2 separate regions of the Pan troglodytes genome follow, and region 2 is linked to region 1. The links are chromatin contacts, called in public HiChIP or PLAC-seq maps. All regions are on one chromosome and are shown on one strand. The core of a region is the stretch at or near the end of the contact, and the rest is flanking DNA. Distances in the headings are between cores, read along the strand shown. Region 1 holds the start of VPS18 (VPS18 core subunit of CORVET and HOPS complexes). Region 2 holds the start of INO80 (INO80 complex ATPase subunit).

The links. HiChIP or PLAC-seq counts read pairs in DNA pulled down with a chosen protein or histone mark.
Region 2: a contact with region 1 is called in an H3K4me3 HiChIP or PLAC-seq map of stem cell-derived excitatory neurons, with 3 times the contacts expected there. The contact joins the promoter of INO80 here to the promoter of VPS18 in region 1. A contact is called at or near these places in 1 of 7 Hi-C or Micro-C datasets (stem cell-derived neural progenitor cells) and 1 of 1 datasets of contacts at active chromatin or transcription factors (stem cell-derived excitatory neurons).

What each region holds. Positions count from the first base shown.
Region 1 is chr16:32,860,852-32,867,651 of NHGRI_mPanTro3-v2.0_pri, reverse strand. VPS18 (VPS18 core subunit of CORVET and HOPS complexes) reads right to left here and starts at 3,883. Exons shown (of 5, transcript XM_523187.7): 1 at 1,814-3,883; 2 at 594-735. The coding sequence starts at 1,904.
Region 2 is chr16:33,085,017-33,091,224 of NHGRI_mPanTro3-v2.0_pri, reverse strand. It overlaps INO80 (INO80 complex ATPase subunit), which reads left to right and starts at 4,480. Exons shown (of 36, transcript XM_510320.6): 1 at 4,480-4,787.

The DNA of each region.
Region 1 (6,800 bases), core at 2,634-5,133:
CCACGCCCGGCTAACTTTTGTATTTTTAGTAGAAACAGCGTTTCACCATGTTGGCCAGGCTGGTGTCGAACTCCTGACCTCAGGTGATCCACCCTCCTCAGCCTCCCAAAGTGCTGGGATAACAGGTGTGAGCCACTGCACCTGACTTTTTTTTTTTAAAGAGACAGGAGTACAGTGGTGCAAACACAGCTCACTGCAGCCTTGAACTCCTGGGCTCAAGTGATCCTCTTGCCTCGGCCTCCCCAGTAGTTGGGACTGCACCATCACATCTAGCTAATTTTTAAAAATTTGTTTTGGTAGAGATGGGGGTCTCACTATGTTGCCCAGGCTGGTCTCAAACTGCTGATCTCATGTGATCCTCTTGTCTTGGCCTCCCGAAGTGCTGAGATGATAGGTGTGAGCCACCATGCCCTGCCAGGCCAGATACTTAACCACTACCCTGTATTGGTTCTCTTTGGAAAGGGATAGGATATTTCCTGAAAACTCCAAATTCACTGCTTTACTTGCCTGGAATAGAAGAAAGGCCCAGTGAGTTAACAGTCCCCAAACACCTCTCTAGTCCCTACTCCTAAGCTCTGTGAGCCCTTGATTACCGGAGCAGTGTATCCTTGCCCAGGGTCATGCACAGCTGATTGCTGGAGACGACAAGACTGGTAATGCGCTCGGAAGGGGTGAAGTCAATGCGCTGCTTTGTGAAGATGGGCACTTCCTTCTCCAGCTGGGCATTCACATACCCTACAGGTAAGGAATGACAAGAAGATTAGCTGTGGAAGAGACAGGTGAAGGGCAAGGAGAGGCAGAAAAAACACCACAGTGCTCCTCGCCACTTTCCTGACATATTCCTGTCCCCAGGACCTTGGTTAACAAATAGTTTGATATCAAGTCGTTTGCTGGTCACCTTTACAATAGAGGTCTGGAGCTCTTTCCACACTCTGACAGCAGTGAGGGGTTGATTCTTTGAACCCTTAAGATGCTGTCACAGCATGACATACCTGCTCCCACTGGTAATGGGGCTGCGTGGGGGTGGGACGGAACTGGTGGTCTGGGTATTCTCCCTTATCAGGTCTTTGGCCCAGCAATCCCAGCTGAACTGAAGTAGTATAGCCCCATTCTCTGCCCCCCTCCCTGCCCATGCGGTAATGAGCCTCAGTGTAGAGTTGGCAAGTGCTGGGATATTTTGAGCATTGAATGAAGGTAAAGACTAGAGTGAAAGCAGCTCCAATTCGTTAACTCCACTCACTGGAACAGTTCCCCAGGGCTCCCTACGCCCTCATTCTCCTGGAGACTCACTACTTTCTACAAAAACGTCCCAAAACTCCAGGCTGCACCCAGCTATAGCCAAGGCCAAAAAGATTTCATCTCCATTTTCCCCGTTCAGCGACAAAATTCCCTCTGGGACCCTCCCTTCTTCCTCTGCAATACTCCGCCTTCACCACTTTCTTTGTCCATTCCTTCCCTCCCACCTCCAGAAAGGGCCTGGTGGGAAAAGCATCAGCAGAAGCCGGGAGCCCATTCTAAGTTCTCCCAACAGCCCAACTGCGCCCTGTAGGTGAGTAATTCCTTATCTGGGCCCCAATTCCCTCTCAAAAGGACCCTAGCGGTAGAGCCTAGATCACGCGGCAGCTCCCGTTGCTCTTTCAAACTTCGACTATCCACCAGCTGGGGGCCAAGAGAGCCTGAGGAGAATCAGGGGCCTAGACCCGGAAGGCACGGCCCAGGGGATGACCCCGAGCTCTTGGAGCTGCCCTCCTCGCTGCTCCCACGCAAATGCTAGGAGAGCCGAAAGGGGCAGCGGCACCCTCCTCTTCCTTACCCGAGTGGGGGATGCCCACGCTAGGGCAGCCGGGCTGCAAGACGGCCGAGCGGGACAGCGAGTTCTCGTACTCATCCAGGATGGACGCCATGGTGCCCGGCCTCTGGGCTCTTTGTCCGGGGCCTGGGGATTACAAAAGGGCTACCCCCCCGGGGTCCCCGTCGCCCCAGAATGGAAGCTGTAACTCCCCAGCCTCTGACAGATCCTGGGAACCTGCAGCCGTCGCCTCCTCTTTAAAATCCTGAGGATCCTCTTGCTCTTGCCTTATGCAGCGAGATAATAGGGCAGCCCTCGTCCTTGAATCTGGCGCAGTCTTGCACCCTACTCCCCGCCCCCGCTACAAAAAAATCACAGGCTCCCTTCAGCCGGTGCCAGGTGATCCCAACCTCGCCCCGGCAGCTCAGCTGACTCCCGCCCCCGTGACGCGGGCCTAAAACGTAACTTCCGGGTTCTCAGAGCCCCGCGTACGCTGGCGCACAACGTCGCCAGGCCAGCCAGCAGAAGGCGAGACGAGGGCTGAGGGCTGGGCGCGTGGCGAGTGCTGCTGAACACAAGCCCCGCCCCCAGGATCCTGCTGCAGTTCCGAGCTTTGACACCAGGAGGCAATCCCGGCTTTCTCAGCCGGCCTTCCCCACCCGCCCCGCGCCGCCCAGTTTTGGCTTTCGTGCCCAAGCTCCGCTCCCTCGGGTGGTCTGTCCAGCCTCCCTGACCAGCTCCCGCTCCCGCCTCTCTAAACGGCCTCGGGGAACCTCCCGTTCCTCAATCCAATCGCTGTCTCTATCCCACCGTCACAGGGCACACGCAGACAAGTCCTGGCCACTCTTCTCCCTTACCCAAACGCCCCCCAGCTTCCAGGAGACCGCAGAGCTGGTGGCCAGGCTAGTGGGAAGCCCTGTGCCAGGAACCGCCCTGACCTGCCCCACAGTGGCTCCTTGGCTCAGGGTTGCTGGGCCGCTTCCATTCACTCATTCACCAAAATGTGGTTGAGCACTTACTCTGTGCCAGGCCTTGGGCTGAGCGCTGGGGTCACAGAGATGAGGACAGCCCCTCCCCGCCCTGGAAAAGGTCGTAAGCCAGCAGGGGCGCTGGACCCGTAAACAGACCATTCATACTAGAAAAGCAAGTGATGGATTATCCATCAGGCACTTACTCCACGAATGAGCGTCCACTCTGTGCCAAGCACTGTTCCAGGCTCTGGGGACGTGGCAGAGAACAAGACGGAAAATGTCTCTTGCCTGGTGGGGCGTACCCAGCGACGTGGCCACGGCACTGAGAGCGTGAAGGAGCGGGGAACAAATACCTGCCAAGCCTAGCAAGAACGAGGGACAAGTGGGAGCAAGCGTGAAGGCGTGGGCCGCCCAGCCTGAGGTGGAGAGGGGAGTCCTCAGCCAGGGACCTGCGAGGGCTGGGGCGCGACTGTGGTTGGGTTTTCCTCTCTCACCTGCTTAGGCGACCCAGATGGAGTCTGTTCCCTTCTGGGGCCCTTGGATTCTACCTTGCTAAAGTGGAAGGCTCTAGACTAGGGTGGCCACCGTCCTGGCTCTGCTGGGCGGCCCCCGCCTAACAACTAAGAGCATCCCTTTGCTCTCAGAAGTTTCCAGGTTTGCACCATACCTTATGTGGTTGGGTTACTCTTGCTCAACTTCCTGGCCACGTGCGGAGAACTGTGACTCTCACCAGCCCCACTGAGGGCTATCTGGGCTCTCTGGCTTGGAGGGGCACTAGTCCTGGGGCAGGTGACAGGTATGCCGTCCAGGCTCATTTCCCTTCGCACCAGGGTCCTGCTTCTCTTGACCAAGCCTGCAGCCTCAATGCAGCCTTCCCACCTGAGGTTGCCAGGTCCGAGGAGGGAAGTGCAGGAGCAGGACAATAGGCAGGAGGCTTCCTCTAAGAAAAGTGATCCCAGACAGGGAGCTGCCCTGCTCCATACATAACACTTCACCCCCAGGTCACCTGCCATCTGCCCTCAGGTCTGGACTGTGCAGAGGGTTGTCCCTGCTGCACGGAGCCCATTAGCAGTTGGAGGTCAGCATAGGAGTGCTGCCTTAGGGACACAGAGTACTTCCAGCTATGGCCTCAGGGACCCCAGCACCCCATTGTTGGGCTCCATGGCTCTCCGGGATGTATGGGATAGGCCTGGGTGGACCCTGTTTGTGGCAGACTCAGTACAGTCTCCCTTATGCGTTGATTACCACAGTGCATTTCCACCTACTGTTTCTTCAGTTCTTAGGCTGGACTTTGGATTCTTTGAGAGCCACAGAATCAGTGTGGCAGTTGCAATGAGACAGGTAAGGGATGACTGCTAGGGCATCAAAAGAGAGGATTCCTGTATGAAAGCAGCTGAATTTGACCCAAGACTTGAAGTGCATGTATGATCTCCAAGGGCAAGCTGTATCTCTTATCCCTGCCCAGCCACTTGCTAGCTGTGACACTGCACAGTTGATGCTCTTAGCTTCAGTTTCCTCATCTACAGAGACAAATACCTACCTAGTAGGTCTGTGCTGAGAAGTAAATGAGGGATCCACGTGAAAGCTCACTGCTATAGTATAATGCCCAACATGGAGCATGTGCTTAATAAACTCTAAATGTGACTTTCATCTGACAGTCTCTCTCAAGTCCTCCTCCTTCCTGAAGCCTCTCTGGATCCCTCAGAACTCTTTTTAGAGATGGGATCTTGCTCTGTCACCCAGGCTGGAGTGCAGTGATGTGATCATAGCTCATCTAAACACCTGGGCTCAAACCATTCTCCTGTCTCAGCCTTCCCAGTAGCTGGGATTACAGGTGCGAGCCACTGCACCCAGCTGGCTTTTCTTATTCTGGCCATTTGGGGGCCCCTAATGATGCAGTGTGGACATTTTGCTTTGATAGAAACTGCAGGAAATAACCCAGTGATTTCTGAGCATGAAGATACAGAGGTGCCTTAGGGAACTCACAGCTAGAGACATACGCACCAGCCTCTAGTCCTCAGAGTCATTGTAGCAGTTACCATGAGACAGGTAACAGGTGACTGCTAAGCCAATGAGAGAGAGGATCTGTGTAAGAAAGCAGTTGAATTTGACCTAAGACTTGAAGAGCATGTAGGACCTCTAAGGGCAAAAAGAGAAGGTATTATGCAGTCCTCAAGAAAACCAAGAGCAGGGCTGAGCACGGTGGCTCACACCTGTAATTCCAGCACTTTGGGAGGCTAAGGTGGGAGGATCACTTGAGTCCAGTAGTTTGAGACCAGCCTAGCCAACATGGCAAAACCCCATCTCTATTAAAAATACAAAAACTAGCCAGGTGTGGTGGTGCATGCCTGTGGTCCCAGCTACTCGGGAGGCTAAGGCAGGAGAATCGCTTCAACCTGGGAGGCAGAGGTTGCAGTGAACCAAGGTTGTGCCACTACACTACAGCCTGGGTGACAGAGTGAGACTCTGCCTCAAAAAAAGAAAAACAGAAAGCAAAGAAGGAAGGAAAAAGGAAAGGAAAGGAAAAGAAAACAGCAATGGCCTGCAAGCAGTGTGATTTTGGGGTACAACGCTGGAGTGCTAGGGAGTGGAGGGAATGAGGCGGGCTGTGGCCAGGTTGCAAAGTTATTCAATGGGCCATGGGAAGGTTTTGGTTGGGGTTGAGAGAGTATATGATGTGGGTTCTGGAAAAATGGGTGGTGGCTTAGGTGGAGATCCCCTCAGAGCAGATGAGACCCGAGCAGAGGCAAAGGAGAAGCAGTGAGGACCCAAACAGGAGAAAGAACATAGGCTGGGGAGAACTTTCCGAAGAAGGGCCCCCAGGACTTGGTGTCAAGTTAGATTTGAGAAGTGACAGAAGAGTGCAGGATGACTCCTGGGGAGACCTGGCAGATGGTGGCAGTGACATAATGGTCAAGGAGGAGGATCCCGGTGAAGAGGGGTAGGGTCACTTGATTGAGCTCAGCCTGGACAGTGGCACATGAGACAACTGCAGGGCACTCCCTGGAGGAGCCCAGACCATGGGCAAACTCTTCCAGGACACTCACTAACTCACTCATAAACAGTTGTTAAAAGTTGCATGAATGAGCTCTCTCATGTCTCAGTTTCTATATTTGTAAGGTGAGTATTGTGAGTATAATAGCATATTATGCAAATCACCCAAAGCTGTGCCTCAATACAAAATGCTCTATACAAGTTAACTACCAGTAGTAATTGTTGACTTAGTTAAGACCAAGATTAAAAGGAATGATTTAATTGACTTAATTAAAAATAAATTTTCTGGTTGGGTGCAGTGGCTCACCCCTGTAATCCCAGCAGTTTGGGAGGCTGAGGCAGGAGGATCACTTGAGTCCAGGAGTTCAAGACTAGCCTGGGCAACATAGTGAGAACTTGTCTCTATTAAAAAAAAAAAAAAAAAGATTTTCTGTTTGAAATAATTTAAAATTTACAGGCCGGGCGCAGTGGCTCACGCCTGTAATCCCAGCACTTTGGGAGGCCGAAGCGGGCGGATCACAAGGTCAGGAGATCGAGACCATGCTGTCTAACATGGTGAAACCCTGTCTCTACTAAAAATACAAAAAAAATTAGCCGGGCGTGGTGGCGGGCGCCTGTAGTCCCAGCTGCTCAGGAGGCTGAGGCAAGAGAATGGCGTGAACCCGGGAGGCGGAGCTTGCAGTGAGCCAAGATCGTGCCACTGCACTCCAGCCTGGGCGACAGAGTGAGACTCTGTCTCAAAAAAATAAATAAATAAAATAAAATAAAATTTACAGAAAAATTGAGAAGATAGTTCAGAGAGTTCCTATATATCTCATGTGCAGTCTCCTTTAGTATGAATATCTTACATTAGTATGGTGCCATCGTTAAAATTAATGAACCAATATTGACATATTATTATTAACTAAAGTTCATACTCTATTCAAATTTCCTTAGTGTTTTTTTTTTCTTTCTTTCTTTTTAGACAGGGTCTCACTCTGTAGCCCAGGCTATAGTGCACTGGCTCAATCATGGCTCACTGCAGCCTTTTTTTGTTTTGTTTTGTT
Region 2 (6,208 bases), core at 3,231-5,730, 220 kb before region 1:
TTGAAAAATGATTGAAATTCTCAGTTTAATAGTTTAAGCTTTTTCTTTCTTTCTTTTTTTTTTTTTTTTTTTTGAGACAGAGTCTTGCTCTGCCACCCAGGTTGGTGTGCACTGGTGCGATCTCAGCTCACTGCAACCTCCACCTCCTGGGTTCAAGTGATTCTCCTGCCTCAGCCTCCCGAGTATGTGGGATTACAGGCATGTGCCACCACGCCTGGCTCATTTTTTGTATTTTTAGTAGAGATGGGATTTCATCATGTTGGCCAGGCTGGTCTTGAACTCCTGATCTCAGGTGATCCACCGACCATGGCCACCCAAAGTGCTAGGATTATAAGCATGAGCCACCGTGCCTGGCCACAACAGTACAATTTCTTTCTTTCTTTTCTTTTTTTTTTTGACATGGAGTTTCACTCTTTATGCCCAGGCTGGAACGCAGTGGCACGATCTCAGCTCACTGCAACCTCTGCCTCCTGGGTTCAAGCGATTCTCCTGCCTCAGCCTCTCGAGTAGCTGGGATTACAGGCATGCGCAACCATGCCCAGCTAATTTTGTATTTTTAGTAGAGACAGGGTTTCTCCATGTTGGTCAGGCTGGTCTTGAACTCCCAACCTCAGGTGATCTGCCCACCTCGGCCTCCCAAACTGCTAGGATTACAGGTGTGAGCCACTGCGCCTGGCCAATAGTACAATTTCTAAGATGAGGAAGTCAGCATTGATACAATACTACGAACTACATTAAAAAACTTATACAAGTGTCGTAAGTTTTTCCACTGATGTCCAGTTTCTGTTCCAGGTTCCCTCCTAGGACTCCACATTGCATTTACTTGTTATTTCTCCTTGGTCTGTAGGTCTGTAAGGGTCCTTGGGTCTTTCCTTGTCTTTCATGACCTTGATGGTTTTGAAGAGTATTGATCAATTATTTTGTGGTAAGTCTCTGAATTTGAAATAGTGTGGTGTTTTCTCATGAATGGAATGTGGTTATGAATTTTGGTAAGAATACCACAGAAATTATGTTGGGTCTTTCTCAATGCAAAATATCAAGGGGTTCGGGACGTAAACATGTCTTATTACTTGTTTACCTTAATTGGTTGGTTAAGGTGGTTTCTGCTGAGTTTCACCACTATAAAGTTACTGTCTTTCCCTTTGTGCTAAAATGTATCTTGGGTGAGACACTTTGAATCTGTGCAAATTCTGTTTCACAGCAAATTTTTAACCACTAATTTAGCATTCCTTAGTGGATCTTGTCTGCAGCAGTGATTGCTGAAGTGTTTGTCTAATGGTGAGTTTTGTTATCCCTCATTCCTTCCACATTTACTAAAATCCTACTCTAAGAAAGCATTCTTTTCTTCTTTCTTCTCTTCTCATTTATTTATATTAGTATTTGTATCAGATATTTACTTATATCGGCATGAATATTAAAATTAATATATATGGGTCATCTGTGGTTCATGATCCAATGCTATTATGATTTACTTTGTTGCCTTGGCCATTAGGAGTTCTTTCAGGTTGCCTTCTGTGGTTTCTGTTTTTTTTTTTTTTGAAACAGAGTTTGCAGTTGTCACCCATGCTGGAAACTTTGCCATTTCTGCCTCAATCCTGCTACATAATTCCCATTCCTTCCCTTCTTTCATTCTCCTCATGTAAGAAATCAATCACATTAGTTCCTGGTTAAAACTTTTTAAAAAAATTTTGTTTGAGATGGAGTCTCGCTCTGTCGCCCAGGCTGGAGTTCAGTGGCGTGATCTCGGCTCACTGCAAGCTCTGCCTCCCAGGTTCACGCCATTCTCCTGCCTCAGCCTCCTGAGTAGCTGGGACTACAGGCGCCTGCCACCATGCCCGGCTAATTTTTTTGTATTTTTTTTTAGTAGAGACGGGGTTTCACCGCGATAGACAGGATGGTCTCGATCTCCTGACCTCGTGATCTGCCAGCCTCGGCCTCCCAAAGTGCTGGGATTACAGGCGTGTGTGACAAAATGGTGTAGCATTTGCATATCACCTACACATCCTCCCATATACTTTAAATCATCTCTAGATTACTTATAATACCCAATACAATGCAAATGTTATGCAAATAATTATAGTGTATTTTGAAATGAGTTATTTATTTTTTGAACATTTGGTAGAAATGGGGTCTTCTTTTGTTGCCCAAGCCAATCTGTAACTCCTGGCTTCAAGTGACACTTTGGCTCAGCCTCTCAAAGTGCTGGGGATTACAGGTGTATGCCACTGAGCCCAGCCTATTTTTTGAGTATTTTTGATTTGCTGTTGGTTGAATCCATGGATATTGAACCCGCAGATATAAGGGCCAATTATATATCATACTTTTGCCTTTAAGCATTTTTTTTTTAAAGACAGTCTTACTCTGTTGCCCAGGCTGGAGTGCAATGGCTAGATCTCCGCTCACTGCAACCTCCGCCTCCGGGGTTCAAGCGATTCCCCTGCCTCAGCCTCCTGAGTAGCTGGGGGGATTACAGGCGCGCGCCATCATGCCCAGCTAATTTTTGTATTTTTAGTAGAGACAGGGTTTCAAGGTTGGTCAGGCTGGTCTCAAACTCCTGACCTCGTGATCTGCCTGCCTAGGCCTCCCAAAGTACTGGGATTACAGGCGTGAGCCACCGTGCCTGGCCATGCATTCAAGCAAATTTAACTCTTGTTTTTTTTTCTTGAGGCAGAGTCTCGCTCTGTCCCAGGGTGTACAGTGGCTCAGTCTCGGCTCACTGCAACCCCTGCCTCCCAGGTTCAAGAGATTCTCCTGCCTCAGACTCCCGAGTAGCTGGGATTACAGGTGCCCGCCACCACGCCCGGCTAATCTTTTTTTTTTTTCTTCAGTAGAGACGAGGTTTCACCATGTTGGCCAGGCTGGTCTCAAACTCCCGACCTCAAGTGATCCATCCGCCTCAGCCTCCCAAAGTGCCGGGATTACACGCGTGAGCTACCGCGCCTGGCTTGGAAATGTAACTTTTTCTTTTTGAGATGGATTTTTTTTTTTCTTTTTGATACGGAATTTCGCTCTTGCTGCCCAGGCTGGAGTGCAATGGTGCGATCTCGGCTCACTGTAACCTCCGCCTCCCAGGTTCAAGCGATTCTCCTGCCTCAGGCTCCCAAGTAGCTGGACTACAGGCACCCGCCACCACGCCCGGCTAATTTTTGTATTTTTAGTAGAGATGGGGTTTCACCATATTGGTCAGGCTGGTCTCAAACTCCTGACCTCAGGTGATTCGCCCACCTGACCTCCCAAAGTGCTGGGATTACAGGCGTGTGGCACTGCACGCTGCCACAAATTTAACTTTTTAAAGGTCAGTTAACTCAGCACAAGAAGGCTACTTGATGACCTTAATAAAGTACTTTTTAGTTAAATGCTAAGGGCCAGGTTAAAATGGATTAAAGAATGAGACCCAAAGGAACTGAATTAACAGCATATTTAACTTTCAGTAAGTTCTAATTCTTATCTACACCTAGGCCTTACCCTAGGCAATTCTCACCACACATCCTGGTAGTTGGGTCGATTACATTTATTATGTTGTCTTTTTTGTAGAGACGGGGTCTCGCTATGTTGACCAGTCTGATGGACTGCTCTGAGACGTTTGGCCTGAGGTGATCCTTCCAGGCAGGAGGATCACTTCAGGCCAGGAGACTGGGAACCAGCCCAGTAGACTGGGCAACATAGCGAGACCCCAAGTTTAGTAAATGTGGGTGGCGGTGGACTCAAATTGTAGAATTGGCACAGGTAAAAGCAATTATTCGCTTTTCAGAGGCACACTGTGTGGATGTGAGAACAGGCTGGCATTTCCGATAACAGGTCTGCGTGTTCCCAAGTCCTTGTATCCCACAACCTTCACATAGACATCTTATCTAACTATGCTGTCCTACCTAACCTATAGCGTTCTTGCTCCCAGAGTCTAAATGGGAGCCCCAAACTAATAACTGTATAGTAGTCGAACTACACACCAGGCACTTCCCCGACAATCTACAACCCCATCCAAAGGGGTCAGAAACTAGTAACAAAATACCAGCTGCGAGCCTCTCCTTCCCCTAAAGAGATCTTATCAACTTGGCTGCACCTTCCCACTTCTAGCCTGCGGGAACAAATATCCCAGGATCCCGGGCGGTTTCGATTGACGTTACTTCCGGGAAAAGTAACCTTGCATCGGCGGTTGCGGGCCTGGAAAGCTCTCGCGACATTTTCTCCTGCGAGATCTGCTTGCTCACTGTAGCGATGACATCCTCCTCCTCCTCCCCGCCGCCTTTCGGCAATCTTCGCCAGTCCCAGTCCCGACCAATCTGTACTCAGATGGCATGGATCAGGGTCTCCCCTCGAACCCCGGTTCGCACGGGGCGTCAGGTGGCAGCGGCGGGGTGCGAGCTGCGCGAGGCCGACGGCAGCGGCACTACGGGTGGCCACGGGCAGGGGATGAGCAGTGAGTGTGGGCGGGGTGGGGGTAAGCCACCCGTGTAGCGGCTCGATTGTTCTGGCCTGGCTATGGCGCCTCTCCTCCCCCCCGCCATGGCTCCCCGTGTCCCTGCTCCGCTCCTCTCAGTGAGTGAAAGTGGCCGCCGCCGCCGCCGGCCCAGCGCCCGCAGCCGCCTCAGCGCCGCCGCCATCTTGGGGTCCCAGGAGCCGCGGAGGGAGCGAGCTAGGAGCGTCCACGCCCAACGCAGTCACCGTCCCACGGCCTCAGAGAGCGAACCGCGGCTCCACCGTCGGCGGGGCGACCCCCCCCTCCGGACCCCGCCCGCACCCCGCCCCCCCTCCGCCGCCGTCGCGGCGGCGGGGCCAGGCGGCCCGAGGTGAGGCAACTAGACGTGGGCGGGCGAACGGAGTGGGGGTTGTGTAGGTCTTGTTGCGCCCCTCTCTGCGGGCGACAACTGGGCCGCGTCTTAAAGGGGCCGTCGCCCCCGGCCCTTGGATTTGTTGGGGTTAGTATGGAGGATGGGTGTGGACACTCCCCGCAGGGTTGGGACCTCAGGGACTAGGGCCTTGTCCTTCCCGTTTCATATCTCTGGAGACCCGGGGTCATGCGGTGACCTCAGCCACCTGAGGAAGCCCGTGGGGCGCCCACACGTGGGGAGTGTGTTAGATCAGGTGCACGTGGGACCCGGTGGGGCGGTGTCGGGCTAACACGTGTGTAGGTTTGGGGGTGGGCAGGGGCAGGGCGGAGGCTGGAAGGCCTTGAGTGGGAACCCCGTGAAGGTTGTATATCTGTCATTTTAAACAAATGAGATCTAAGGGCTTGTTAGTGTGTCATTTTGTAAGGGGCAAGTTGAGATACGGTTGAATGGTGCACGCTGCTGGCTGGTGTTGGGTGGGGGCAGGCTGACACCTGCATAGACTTGGGAGTGTCTAGATGACACCTCTTCTGGTTTTTTAGGTTTTTACATAGCGACTAGGAAAGTGTCATCCTATTTTGACATTCCTTCTTGAGCTCGCTAATGAAAAGTACTACTTCCGTAATCTCCGAGGCTAGAAGCCCCCTACAGTTTAGGAATGACAGCCTAGGAAGCCACTTACTATTCTAGTTAACAGCCAACTGTGCCTGGAATTCTTTGATTCACACACTGTCTCTAGTTTGATGTACTTGTTAGAAATGGGGGAAGGAATTTGGAGGTTGACCTGGCTAACGTCACAGGTTACTTTTCCAGTCAGTGACTTTCATTATTTCCTCCACAACAAAATTATTGTGGCTTTTCAGTGGCAACTTAAATTAAATAGTAGCTTTATTGAAATATGATTCAAATACCAAAAAATTCCGCTTTTTAAAGCGTATAATTAAGTAATTTTCTAAAACTATATTTATTAAATTCTGTAGCCATCAACCACTATTTAATTCATCACCCTAAAAGAGAATCTCTAGAAGCCATTTAGCAGTCACTCCCCATTCCCCCTCCCTCCAGCCTCAGGTAACTATTAATATATTTTTTGCCTAAATTTACCTAAAAAAAGAAACATATGTATCTTTCTTTGCCTAGTTTGTTTCACTTAACATGGTGTTTTCAAGGTTCATCCGTGTTGTAGCACGTATCAGTACTTAATTCCTTTTTTTTTTTTTTTTTTTTTGAGACTGAGTCTCGCTCTGTCGTCCAGGCTGGAGTGCAGTGGCGGGGTCCCGACTCACTGCGACCTCCGCCTCCCAGGTTCAAGCACTTCTCGTGCCTCAGCCTCCCGAGTAGCTGGGATTACAGGCGGCTGCCACCACACCCGGCTAATTTTT